Regions from separate parts of the Gossypium hirsutum genome. Here all the other regions are linked to region 1. A link is a contact called in public Hi-C data. All regions are on one chromosome and are shown on one strand. The core of a region is the stretch at or near the end of the contact, and the rest is flanking DNA. Distances in the headings are between cores, read along the strand shown.

Region 1 (4,546 bases), core at 1,453-3,952:
ATAGCTTGAGAATAATATAACAAGTTTAAAATAAATAATGTATAAAAGAAATCTAAAATAAAGAATATAAAATAGTTTTAGCTAGATAATATATATACAAAATTTAAAGAATATGATAAATGAAATAATGTATTAATATATAATAAAGCAGTCTAAAAATAAATAGAATATATAAAAAATAATATATGTAAGACAAATTTTAAAATAAACAGTATGTAATAATTTATGATAATCAAACAAAAAAATACATATGAAAAGGTTTAAGCTGAATGATACAAAACTTGAAACAAATAATGCAAAATAATAAAATAATAAGCAATACAACAGTTTCTAAAAGAATAAGCAAATAAATGAAGTAAATGAATTAAGGACAGGGATGAAAACAAGCTAAAATTTCGGGGTGCTCAATATAAATACTGGAAAGTTAATCAAGGATCCGAACGAAGCGCATTAAAACTAGCAGGGACTAGTTGGGAAAACATTCCCTTGGTTCCCTACGCATGTTCAGCAAGACCGTCCAAGGGACTGAATTAAAAAAAAACCACACGAAATTTGAGGGCCAAATCACAAATAATAAAAAAAAATAAGCCTGATCAAGTGGTGCTACAAAAGGGAGGGATTAAAAATGTAAATCACCCTTTCAAGGTGGGAATGCACGGATTCACACCCGACACAGTTGTTTCATTCAATGTTCTAAAACCCATCTTTATATATATATATTTTTAGAAAAAAAACAAAAAAGTTTTGAAACCTCTCATCTCTTCCGACGAAGGCGCTTTCTCTGCCCACCGTGCCACCATGGCGTCGGCGGCCGACGGTGTACAGACAAGGGCCTTTCAGCCCCGTTTCGAAACCTCCTTTCCCTTTTTTTTAAAGAACTTTAAATCAGTTTTTATTTTTTTTTAAATGGAGAAAATGATTAACAAACGAACATACAACCACTCTGTCACCTTTTGGGACCCTCGGACACCGACTACGTCCATCGACGAAGAGGGAGACCGATTCAGGTATTTTTTGTTTCCTTCTTTTGATTTTCGTATAAATATATGTAAAAATGAAAAGAATAGAATGAAATAAAGAGCAAAAAAAAAGAAAAAGAAACTACCTTCAAAACTCTCTCTTTTTTATTGATAAGTATTTTTTCTTTGAACAATCGGTCCCCCCCTTTACATTGATCTTTTCTTTTGGCTTTATAGCCGATTACATATGATTTCTTACTATTCTCTGCTTGTTTCTGCTTCTATTTTGCGTGTTTCTCTGCTCTCTGTCTTGCTTTCTTTTTTTTTGTTCTCGTTTTGTAGGCCTAGACGGAAGCGATGGTGCAGAAGCTTGCCATGTTGGTACAAGCGGTGTCAGGGGAGCCGACTTTCGGGCATTGGACGTGCCGACGAAGCACGTGGGAGAGGGCAATGGCTAGGGCGGCTCCTAGGGTTTGATTGAAAATGTTTTAGGATAGTGGGCTGATGTGTATTGGGTAATTGGGTTTATGGCTTAAGTTAGGTATTGGGTTTTGATATGGGTTGTAGTTTGGGTTTTAATTTTTGTAATTTGGATTTTAAAATTTGGACATTATTGGTTTATTTATTATAAGCCCAGGTCAAAATTGACCTATTACACGATGCTTGTACAATAAATCAAAGATCGAGAATAAAAATTATAATTCATTCTGAGATTGAATCTTTCAACATCTTGAAGATGAAGTTGTAAATGTGAAAGTTTAAGGTGAAAAATAATTTGATCTGTGGGATGACTTCGAAAGATTTTGAAAAAAATTATAGAGAATCGTTATGTTGATAACATATTATAAAATAAAGAGAGATAGAGAGAATAAAGAACAAATAAAATATGAAAGCAATAGAGATTTTACTTTATTAATCAAATGGATGATTATAATACTTCATTAGAGTCTCTATTTATAGGCATAAGAAGTATAAAAGAAGTAGAGATCTAATTTTAATAGCTATTAGAATTTAAAGTACATAAAACTTTATCTTAATCATGATGATGGACATCCACTTAATGAGATATTCATAACAATATTTAAATTTTAATATAAATTAGGATTAAAATTTGGTAGAAGATCGGTTAAGCAGAATTAGGGGTCTGTAAAAATATTTTTTATATTAAAATATAAAAAAAAACTCTAGTTCTTAGGTTATTTTCCATTTTATAACTCTAAATTAGAAATACTAAATGTTTAGTTATTAAAATATTTTAAATTTTAATGCTGGGAACAACATATGGCATAAGATATACTGTTAAGTAGAATTAAGAGTGTGTAAAAGTTTTTCTAAATTAAATATTTTTATATTCAGAAGATAAAATTAATATCTATTTTATGCTTTTAAACTTCTTTTCATGTTATAACTCAATTTTATGTAATTAAAATTATCACTATTATTTTTATTTAACAAAATATAATATATTAAATAAATTTTATAATTTAGATTTAGTATTTATCTTTTCAAAATTATATTCTTTTTCACTTGATTTTTTCAATTTATTAAACAAATTTTGGAGAAAATATAAAATTTTATTTCTTATTAGAGAAATTTTGGAGAAAGTTTTCAAAAACTAGTCAAAATTCAAGGTTGACCCGAGGCTAACGATGTTGATGGGGATTGACAAAAAGTTTCAGGGGTCGGGCAGGCCTGAATTAAATTAAAATATTAGAAAGTATTTTGTGCGAATTGGACTGGGATGGGCTCAAATCCTTGCAAAAACTTTTTGAAAATCGGCCCATTACTCTACCAGACGCCATGATCAAAATTTGAACGTTTTTAGCCATTAAAAGCCCAAACTGGTTCAACCAAATCCAGAATTCTAAGCTCTCTTCCCCTCCAATTCCGCCCCTCACTTCCATTTCAGATGTAGAAATGGAATTCAAAGACTACAATAGTTTCAGTTTGGATTGGGACGACCATTTCACTGAAGACGTGATCCGATTAATGGATGCCATTGAAGCCACTCCTCCTACTCCTCCTCCATCTTCTCGCAAGAAACGCAATTCCGCCGTCCATCATCAAGATAACCTCAAAACCAGCCGCCAATTGCCCCATTCTATTCTCTCACCCCCGCCTTCTTTTCCGTCTTCCTTCGCTCGTTGTCAATGTATTTGCTATCCCTTACTTTACCCATTTTGTAATTAAAATAAATGCACTAATAGTAAACCCTTTGATTTTTCTGATTGGCAGCTAATACAAGGCTTAGATATCCGCCGTTGAGATTTGGAGGTCATATTTTGTATAGCTTTACGGAAGATGAGGTAGAAAATGCTGCAATGGAGCTATTAAAAATTGTTGAAATTAAGAAGAAAGAAATGGGTCAAGTTGCTTTAGGGTTTGATATTGAGTGGAAGCCCTCTTTCCAAAAAGGTTTGCTTCCTTTACCCTCCTTGTCTTGTTACATTCATTTCATATAATCCTTTCTCTTTATTTCCTAAGAAAGAAAAAAAGTGTGAAAACAAATAAATGTGAAAATCTCTTAAGTTAATATGAAACCTCTCTAAGGTATATTTGATCATTATTTTAAAGAATTGAGACTTAAAGTTGGAATTTTTTTCACATTGCATGATTTCTAGATAGAATACTTATGCTAGAATTGGCATTGTGTTTTTTTTGTAGGTTTTAATTTAATTTAATTATTTTTTTTATGTTTAGTGGTTCTGATATGCCATATTTTAAAACAAAATATATATCTCGTGTTTGGTGTTGTCCTCTTCCTTTCTTCCATAAAGCAGCATTGCTATAATTTCTTTTAAAGCAGAAAGTAAGCACTCTTTACCTATATTACTCGGCCTTAGGTGTGAGTGCCGGATATGGGGAAGTTCCCAACACAGAAATATTCAATTTTTTCCTATGTTTTTAATGTATTTGGAGATCCTCGAATGGTCATATCCCTATACTCCTGTCCAACTATGCGTTGAATACAGGTACTTTAGTAAAATGAAGAGTCAAAGCAATATAGCTCTTTAATCCATGTTTCATAAGTTGCTGTTGCCATTACCAATCATTTCCTTTTAATTGAAATACTCTTAACTGTGATAACCTAAATGGTTGTATGCTTGCAAACCGTTATTTATATTCATGTTTTTCCCTTATCTTGTCTACTTTCTGGTAGAAGTGGTCTATTTAGATCATTCTCTGATTGCATTTAGTATAGCATTGAAACATGCACATATTGAATTTGTACTAGTACACAGAATTCATACACCTCTACTAACATATCACTTGTCTATCTGGTTTCTGTCTTGCCCTCTTGAACTTTCATGAAAAGTAATATCTGTTTGGTACTATAGACATTGGCTTGTGTGGACTCTGGTATTGATATCCAACACTTGTATGTGTCTGCATGTTTGGTTTTTCTTTTTAAGTCTTGGAATTGGCTAAAAAGGATCTAAAAGTTAGATAAAAGTATGTGGATGCATATTTTAACAATGTCTTAAATAAAGATACATAAATGAAAATAATGCAATACCAAATATAATGAGTATTTGTTTTTTACTTTTATATTAATAATTAACATACATTTTATTGGTGAATCATAG
Region 2 (4,394 bases), core at 1,101-3,600, 260 kb after region 1:
AGCCTGTGTCTACACAACTCTGTCACTTATTACAGGGTGGAACAAGAATATAACATATGTAATAACAGAGGGAAAAGGTAACAAATTAAGAAAGAATAATTGTTGAAAAAAAAAGTAATCTTCAGGAACAAACATGAACCTTCCTTCACATATGATTCCTAGAACAAGTCCAACATCATCCGTTGGAGTTTTGTGCACAGTAGATTAAGAAGGAACCACCTAGTGATGCAATATCCTTAAGTGATGCAAAATTCCAAAATCCTAAGTCAGATTCCAACACCATAACAATAACTGAAAATAAAGCTATTAAAAGGGTTCATTCACTCATAAACATCACAAATAGTGCTTAACGGTGAGTACCTAAATTAGGCACCAGAAGCACTGTTCTATCGCTTCAAATAAGCTCCCGTTCTGCTATTCATTCCTAGATTATTAAGATCTTATCTTTCAGAATATACAAGCTACCAGTCTAAACCACTAAATCACATAAGTGCTTCATTAAGCAAGCCATGGCATTTTTCTTGAATCCTCAATAAAAGCAATCACAAAATATTATGAATACATAAAGTATAGTTTGAGTCAAGCAAAATGTTACAGAACATAAGTAAACGGTGTTAACCTTTTTTAGAAAGTCTGCATCATCGGTCCTAGCCTTCTTTTCATATCCTGGTGGTGGGAAGGGAAAGCTACGCGACATTTCACAGAAGTTCAGAAACCAATACACGGATGCCTTCCGAAAGCCAAAGCACTTGAATTATCTTCCAGAAGCAATGTTCCAGAAAGGGAACAACCAGAAACTATGCTCCGTATCCCTGCACACATTTCCAGCTTCAATGTTCCTCCATGAGTCCTATCACTCTTAACAGCTCAAAAAGTTCCTAAAACCCACCACGCCCCTTAATCACTCTAACCTCAAAGGTAACCCCAAGTCAACTACCAACCACTAAAGAAATCACTTCAACTGCAAAAAATGCCACTGCAAGTCCAGGATCACTTACTAAACCCTACAATAATCTTAAACTAAGCTACTTCAACAATGCCCGAAATAGAAAGCTAACTTCAAGAAATGCTCTTTTGATCAAGAATTCTAGCTCCAAAGTTATGTTAACCCAAACGGTTTTCTTAGAAACAAAAATGGTCCAGTACAATCTGACCTTCTATGGTGTCTTCCCGGACAATAAGGAATCATCACCTCCTCCCTCCAATAATAATCCAATACCAAAACCATCCCCCAATTGAGATCAAACACATAAAAATACTGAAAACTCTAACACACTTTTGTCTAAAACAGGTAAAAATATTCAAGCTTGTCTAATCACTGTATACACAATTCCATAAGAAAGCAATCTTCTTCCATGCCCAAAAGCCTAGCAATCACCATTTTTCTTAAGCAATCTGTTCAAAAACCAAAGTTTGAGGCAAATAACTCTTCAATCCGACAAACCAAATACTGGAGCTTGAGCCCATTTCTACTCTGATCGGAACCCTAATCAGTTCCCAATTTAGGAAATTTCCCCAATCTGTCGATCCGCATGAAAACCCTAAAAAAGAAAACCCATGAAACAAAAACTTCTACTGAGTAAAAAATTAAGTACCCATTAAGAAGCAAAAATCATGGAAACCCAAATTTTATCCAACAACGATTAAACAAAAAGAAATCTCGAAAAAACAAGAAAATTTATAAAAAAGGAAACACTTTTGCTCCGAGAACCTTAGGGTAAATGGGTATCGATCAAAAAGCGAAAAGGAAAGATTTGATTCAAAACGTAAATTCTGTTTTGTTTGTTTTTTTTTCAGAAAAGGAGAGAAAAACCAACTTTTGAAAAACAAAAAACAACATTGAAATACTGAAGATAAATGGGAAGATTAATAATTACCTTGCCCGCAACAAAGTGGGCATTGTAGAAAGGAAGAATAAATAGATCCTTGTTGGTTTGTTTGTTTGTTTGTCAGATTAATAAAAGATTAGATTATAGAAATATAGAGTTAAAAGGAAATAGATAGATAGAAAGAAGAAGTAAGCAAAGTTTTATATCAGTTTCAATCTTGTTTTGCAGTCATATGATTAATATTGTTTTAGGTTTTTTGAAGGGGTCTGGGTATATTTAAGAAAGATATGGATGGAAAGACCAAAAGAGAGAGAGTGAGAAAAGCTTGTTTTGCAACAACAAGGGCCTTACTATGATTTCGTTCGGAAGTTACACGCGAGAGAGAGAGAAAATATATATACATAAAATGAGAAAAGAAAATTAAAAACCAAACAAAGAGAAGGGAAGGGAAGGGAAGGGAAGGGAAGGGGAAAAAAAAGAGAAAAGAAAAAGATATAGAGTTAGAGGCCGATAAAAGGCCCAAATCGATTGTTAGACGCTTACAAGTTAAAGATTACATTAGATTACACTCGCTTAGAATACTACCGTTTAGTTTGTATTGATTGAGTATGATGATAAATATAATTTTTTTTAAAAAATAAAAATTATATTTATGTTTATCAGGTGAAGTTTTAAGAGATTTTTATAGTATAAAGGTATTAACTTGATTGATGCAATATAAATTTAATGATCAATTAAATTCAAAAAAATTAAGTATTACAAATAAATAAATTTAAGAAACAAATTATATATTATCACTTTCTAATCATAAATTATAAAATAAATATAAGATGTAAAAATTAAAAAAAAAAAAAACCTGTGTGTTGTACCTAATATGGTGTACTCTTTTATGGGAAAGATTTCATCTCACCATCAATGATAGTAGATACTGCAAATGAGATTTATTCATTTTGGATTTGCGTTTTTTTTTATTATTATTAATTTAGATATTTTAAGCAGTGAATTTGGAATATATTGATTTTTATTTTTATGTTTGAATTTATTTCTTGAATCTTTTATTATTATAAATAATGGGTTCGAATTTGGATATTTGATTTTATTTTTATGTCTAACTTATTTACTTGTTAAGTTGGAATATTTGAGGATAATATTGTTGAATCTAAATTTGGATTTGAGATTGTAATACTAAGTCTAGTCACTTTTTTTTTTTAATGGAGGTGGAATGTAGAGTGGATGGTTTCAGTAATCATTAACTTTCTTTTAAATTACTATTTTACTTTTAATACAATATCCATCAGTATATTAAAATTATAAGAAGAAATTATACATGCCTCTAAATCTACATAAAAAGATATTTTTTTGGTAAATTACAATATTTTTTTAGTAAATTACAATAATAAGGTAAAGTTTAAATAATCACGCAATTAACACGACTCAAACCTAGGTCACATTTAGGGTAGTGAATATTTTTAACTATCAAATCATCATATGAAATTCATAAAAGTGTAACTTTTGCACTTAAAATTTAAAGTAATTTTTTTTGTTTTAAAAAGTAAAATTTTGATATCAATTATAATTTATGATTTAATTAATCTCAACAATAATAATTTATAGTTAATGGCACTCATCAATTGAATCCAGATCTATTTGTAAAATTAAAAAAAATATATACTATGAGGATATATCTATCATTTTATATTTTAGGTAAAATCTAAAAAAATATACAACATGTTTGATTTATACTTAAAACACAATTTTTAATATATTAACTTTATCATTTCAACCTATACTCTATTTATTTGTTACATTAAATTTTAATAAGTATTTATTATATAAATATTATTCACTTACATAGTGTATATGTTATAATCTAATAACAATAATCTCATCAAGTGAATAAATTAATATAATGTTTTACATAATGTCATTACTTTGCAATATATTTTTTCAATTCACTTAAGTATTATTGACTTAAAAAAAATAATTACATATTTAAAGAATTTTTTAATAATATTTAAATAATTATTGCGTTAATGAAATATTATATTGTTGATATGAAATTCAATTGAGATAAAAGATAGTTCATATTATAGTTGAGAGTCATTGTTAATATATAAATGGGGAGATTAGGGGATGTGATTTTTTGAAACTTTTCTTGTTATTGATGGAGGAAGTTTAATCAGAGCCTCGTCAAATGAATACGTATTAAATAAAGATTCATGAAGACCTTAAATAAGGTGTAATTAAATATGATAAAATGATTATATTCTAACCTAATAAGTTGGTGTTGGAATCAAAGGATCTTACTAATTTAACATGAGCCTTAAAAATAATTTTTTAGGATTTGGAAGAGCCTCTTTGCTTGAGTAATTATCTTGGAAAATCTCTTTTAGTGAGGGCGAAGTTTTCTCAAATGATTTATGAAGAATAGGTGGTTTGAATCAACATATATTTTGTTGTATAGTTTATATAAATAATAATAATTGTAAACTACACTTATAATCATTCTAAAATAGAATCTATCTTATTTTGGTCACTTTAATTTTTTTCAATTTAATCACTCTA
Region 3 (4,308 bases), core at 487-2,986, 370 kb after region 1:
AGAAACAGACAGTTCAAAATACGATAGAGTAAAAAGTACCAGATGAATCTTTAATTGACTGAGCTTGTGCTTGAACCTGAGCTGAATGAGCTTGAAGGGCCTGAGCAGCAACAATAGTCTGAGCTGCAGCCATTGCAGCCGCTGAAGGTGCCATAGGTACCTGACTAAGAGTTCCCATGCTGGTTGTTGCAGCCAAAGCAGTCATCAGCAAATTGTGAGGAGGATGGTTCAATTGGCAATCAGTTTTAGCACAACGGCCATTGAGATATTCTCGACAAACTTCACCAAGAGATGCCCCCATTCCAGGCAATATAGCACCACCTGAAGCACCAGAAATAATGCCTGGGATCATTCCCAACAAGCCAGGGAAAGCTCCAGAAACAGAACCTGTATAATTTGGCATGTTGGGCATGGTTTGGTTTACTAGATTTGGATATGTGGATGCAGGAGCCACCCCTAGTAGTCCTCCGGTAGACTTACCTGCATAACAAAAATTCAACATCTATGCCCTGAGCACTACAGACTGCAACCAAGAACCACGCTTAAAAGTGAAGCCAAAAGTAAGAACAAAGACTCAACAACAATTTTATATGGCCAGTGAGTGCAAAGTAATGAGAAGGTGAATATCATTGGGAACTTTTCAAATTCCTAATCGTGAGCCTTCTTCACCTAGAACAACAAAAATAATATACAAAAGACTGCATTTCATATTAGAAGCAAAAATTACTCTAAAGGTTTGAATATTAAAAGATCCACGTATTATATAGACAATCAAATAGGGACAAGAAACATGCAAAGTCATGCATGGCAAGTGACAGCTAAACATGCAGTTAAAACCGAATAAACATAGTTTTAACGATGTTACCTGCACTGAAGAACACCGGGAATGGGCTACCCATGATGGGTTTCCCATTGCATTCAATGTTTACCATATAGTTCCCTCTCTTAGGCACCACATAAGTTACAGAGTAAGTCCCATCTCCCATATCCTTCACAATGCCATACTGTTCTGAGCCCCCAACACCCACACCTGGCGAAACCCTCACCTTAATCTGCGCACCCCCACTCTGTACTTTCCTTTCATCTGCATCTCTCGTTACCACCATAAACGTGGAGGCAGCACAGGCAGTGCCACCCGCTATTCCTGGCCCCGCGGCCATGCATTTAACGGGATCCACGGGACCAATTGGCTTGTTCACCAAGTCACCGGTGTCCTCGGATTCACTATCCGATGAAGCAGCCACCACATCCTTGTTACGGTTCTTATCAACATCCTTGAATGTGGCTTCGAAAGCTGCTTTAGCAGCAGCAGCTTTTTCAGCCTCAGTTTTTTGCTTGGCTTCCTCGGCTTGTTTCATCCATATAGGCTTTGAAGCGGTCGTGTTTCGATCCGCCATCAATTTAAAAACACCTAAATTGCTAGAACAATCAAATAAGCAATAATGCAAATGTCAACAACAAATAAAACAACGATATTTGAGGAAAAAATCCATCCAATGTGCGCCGGTAAACCTAGCTGAAATTTCAGAACTAGAATACTATTAAAGTCCCAATTTACTAATGCAAATGAAACAAAAACTAACCAATTAGCCCACGCAAAACCTCAAAATCAAAGCTAAATAATTTTTTTTTTTAGAAAAAGGAAAAGTAGGTTTGATATGACGCTTTTTCGATTTGACTGTTCATAACTTCTGGGATCCGTTAGACTTTGTTTGGTTACCAGGAAAAGGAAAGAATTTTCTTAAAAAGGAAAAACAAAAAATGGAAACGCCTTACCGGGTAATTTTGTTTGTATCAGAATTGGAATTGGGCCGTGTCGGGCCGAGTACAGGCCAAGTATGCCAAACTTTAGATTCATTTACTGGGTTTGGATTCAACTCAAAAAATATACTTAACATTTTATTCAAATTCGATCAAGATAAAAAATGTTAAATCCGAGCTCAATCCATTTGTATTAATTTTTTTCTATATTATTTTATATATAAAATAAATTTAAAATATATAATACATTAAATATACTAAAAACATTAAATAATGTTAAGATAGTTACAACTTGCAAGTAAATACATTTAAAATAGTAACAAAATTAATAACAAAACAATAATTATAAAATATCTAAATAATAACAACAAAATAATAGCAGTATAATAGCAAAATGACAGCAAAACAATAACAAAATGACAGTAAAACAAAAGTAGAAAAAAATTAAGCAAACTCGAGTCGGGCCGGGTCAAGTCTGGACCAAAAATCTTACTTGAGGCTTGCCCCATTTAGAAAATAGGCCTTATTTTTTATTCAAGTCTATTTTTTGAACCTATATTTTTACTCACTTTTCGAGCGAGTAATTCAGCCTATGATCAAGTCACACTATATAATGTTCCAAGTTCAAGTCTCACTATATGTTTTAAGATTAAAGATTAAAGATTAAAAATCATAATGTTCTAAGTTCAACTCTCACTATACATTGTATTTTATTGATTTTAATATCTTTATAAAAGTATTATCATAATTATATAATTTACTTGTATAAATAATGTTTTCTAGTCATTTCCCAAATCAGTTAAGAAAATATCTAAAGTCCCTTTTTTTAAAAAGTTATTAATTTTTAATTTTACGAGTTTAATTTTTAATTAATTTTTTATATTTTATTTAATTTCTACAATTAGTGTAAATTAATATTCATTATTCGAATGATTAAATATAATTGAAATATATTAACTTATTTAACAAGTCAAATATTATTATAATAAAAAACCAAATCATAATTAATACATGATTAATATATTCAATATATGATATAATTTTACTTCTTAAAAGTAAAATAAGCAGCATTGCTCGAAATAATAACTAATTAACTAATTAACTTATATCAATTATTTTAATAATTCAAATATAGTGCTAATAAAAAATTAATATACTATAAATTAAACTCTTCACTATTTATAAATAATATAAATATAATATTTAGGTTATATTATAAAACTATATTATTTATAAAGTTTTATATATGAAATATATAATTATTTATTAAAACATAATGTAATTTTTTTTATATATGAAAACTATAGAATGCCACTCGATGTTTTGATTTTTCTACATGATAATGTTAAGCGAAAAGCTAGAATAAGAAAACAATCTAAATATAAAATAATTTAATATAAATTTTGAATATTAAATCTTTTAATAATCTTTACACAATTGATGAAAATAAAATAATAAAATAGTATAAATAATAAGATATTGCTTATTGATGAAATTGAATAGTTTAAATTAAGTTTAATGACAATTTTAGTCACTAATGTTTACATGTTTTATCAAAATGGTCCTAATTGTATTTTTAAGCTCTTTTTTTTTACCATAAACCTTTTTTTTCAAATTGTTTTTTTAATAGATTTGACAGATAAAATGCATCTTATCCCAAGAAGGTCAGTAGCTTTTGTGCTATTTTCCCAGAGAACAAAATCAAGTTGCTAACTATTTAACAAAGTTGGCTCTGGTCAATAAAGAAGAGTTGCAAGTTTTTAATTCTCCCTTGAAGGAGATTTTAACTTTCATTTAATCCGACAAGAATTTAGAATTCTAATTATTTATTTCACCAAAAAAATTAAATATGGAATATTTTTAATGAGATGTAATATATTACTTAATTTACTCAATAAGATAATTATATGTGAAAATTAATAAAATAAATAAATCATACATGAAATTAAAAAATAACTCTTAATTTAAAGAAAAAAAGTAATTATTTAAAAAAATTCAAAATGAATGCGTGCACTTGTTTATTGAGAGATTTCAAAAAGAAAATTAAAAAATCAAATCGAAAATATTGAATGTGTGCATTCATTTTGAAACCCCCTTTTAGATAATTACGTTTATTTTATTTAAATTAAGAGTTATTTTCTTAACTTCATGATTTATTTATTTATTTTATTATTTTCCACGTGTAATTATTTTATTGGGCTATCTAAGCAATAAATCACATCTCATTAAAAATATTCCACATATGAAATTTCACATCATTCTTGAAAATATTCCACAATTATTTGCAATACTTCAAGGAATATGCCAAAATCTTCAAATATTTTGACCATTGTTTTCTTGTTTTTCATTATTATTCTTTTTATAGTGGTTAGAAGTACCACTGTTATAACCGCCTTGATACCGATTATTAGTATGTCTCCAACCACATCGTCAATTACAACAACAATCATAATCTCTATATTTTCATTTTTCATAACTGTTATGTACTGCTGCATTCACTTCAGAGAATGAAGCAAAACTAATGGGAAGAATTTCATAGTTTTTCAT

What was found. A called contact is a pair of places that touch in the nucleus more often than the background predicts.
Region 2: a Hi-C map of leaf shows a contact between it and region 1, with 2.6 times the contacts expected there. The contact joins the promoter of LOC107915113 here to the promoter of LOC107915120 in region 1. A contact is called at or near these places in 5 of 34 Hi-C or Micro-C datasets (hypocotyl and leaf).
Region 3: a Hi-C map of leaf shows a contact between it and region 1, with 3 times the contacts expected there. The contact joins the promoter of LOC107915112 here to the promoter of LOC107915120 in region 1. A contact is called at or near these places in 7 of 34 Hi-C or Micro-C datasets (hypocotyl, leaf and petal).

The regions. Positions count from the first base shown.
Region 1 is chrA10:71,824,729-71,829,274 of Gossypium_hirsutum_v2.1, forward strand. LOC107915120 (Werner Syndrome-like exonuclease) reads left to right here and starts at 2,703. Exons shown (of 6, transcript XM_016844260.2): 1 at 2,703-3,111; 2 at 3,195-3,374. The coding sequence starts at 2,877.
Region 2 is chrA10:72,084,628-72,089,021 of Gossypium_hirsutum_v2.1, forward strand. It overlaps LOC107915113 (splicing regulatory glutamine/lysine-rich protein 1), which reads right to left and starts at 2,351. Exons shown (of 4, transcript XM_016844255.2): 1 at 1,878-2,351; 2 at 620-1,541. The coding sequence starts at 697.
Region 3 is chrA10:72,194,933-72,199,240 of Gossypium_hirsutum_v2.1, forward strand. It overlaps LOC107915112 (serine/arginine repetitive matrix protein 1), which reads right to left and starts at 1,737. Exons shown (of 6, transcript XM_016844253.2): 1 at 866-1,737; 2 at 40-480. The coding sequence starts at 1,397.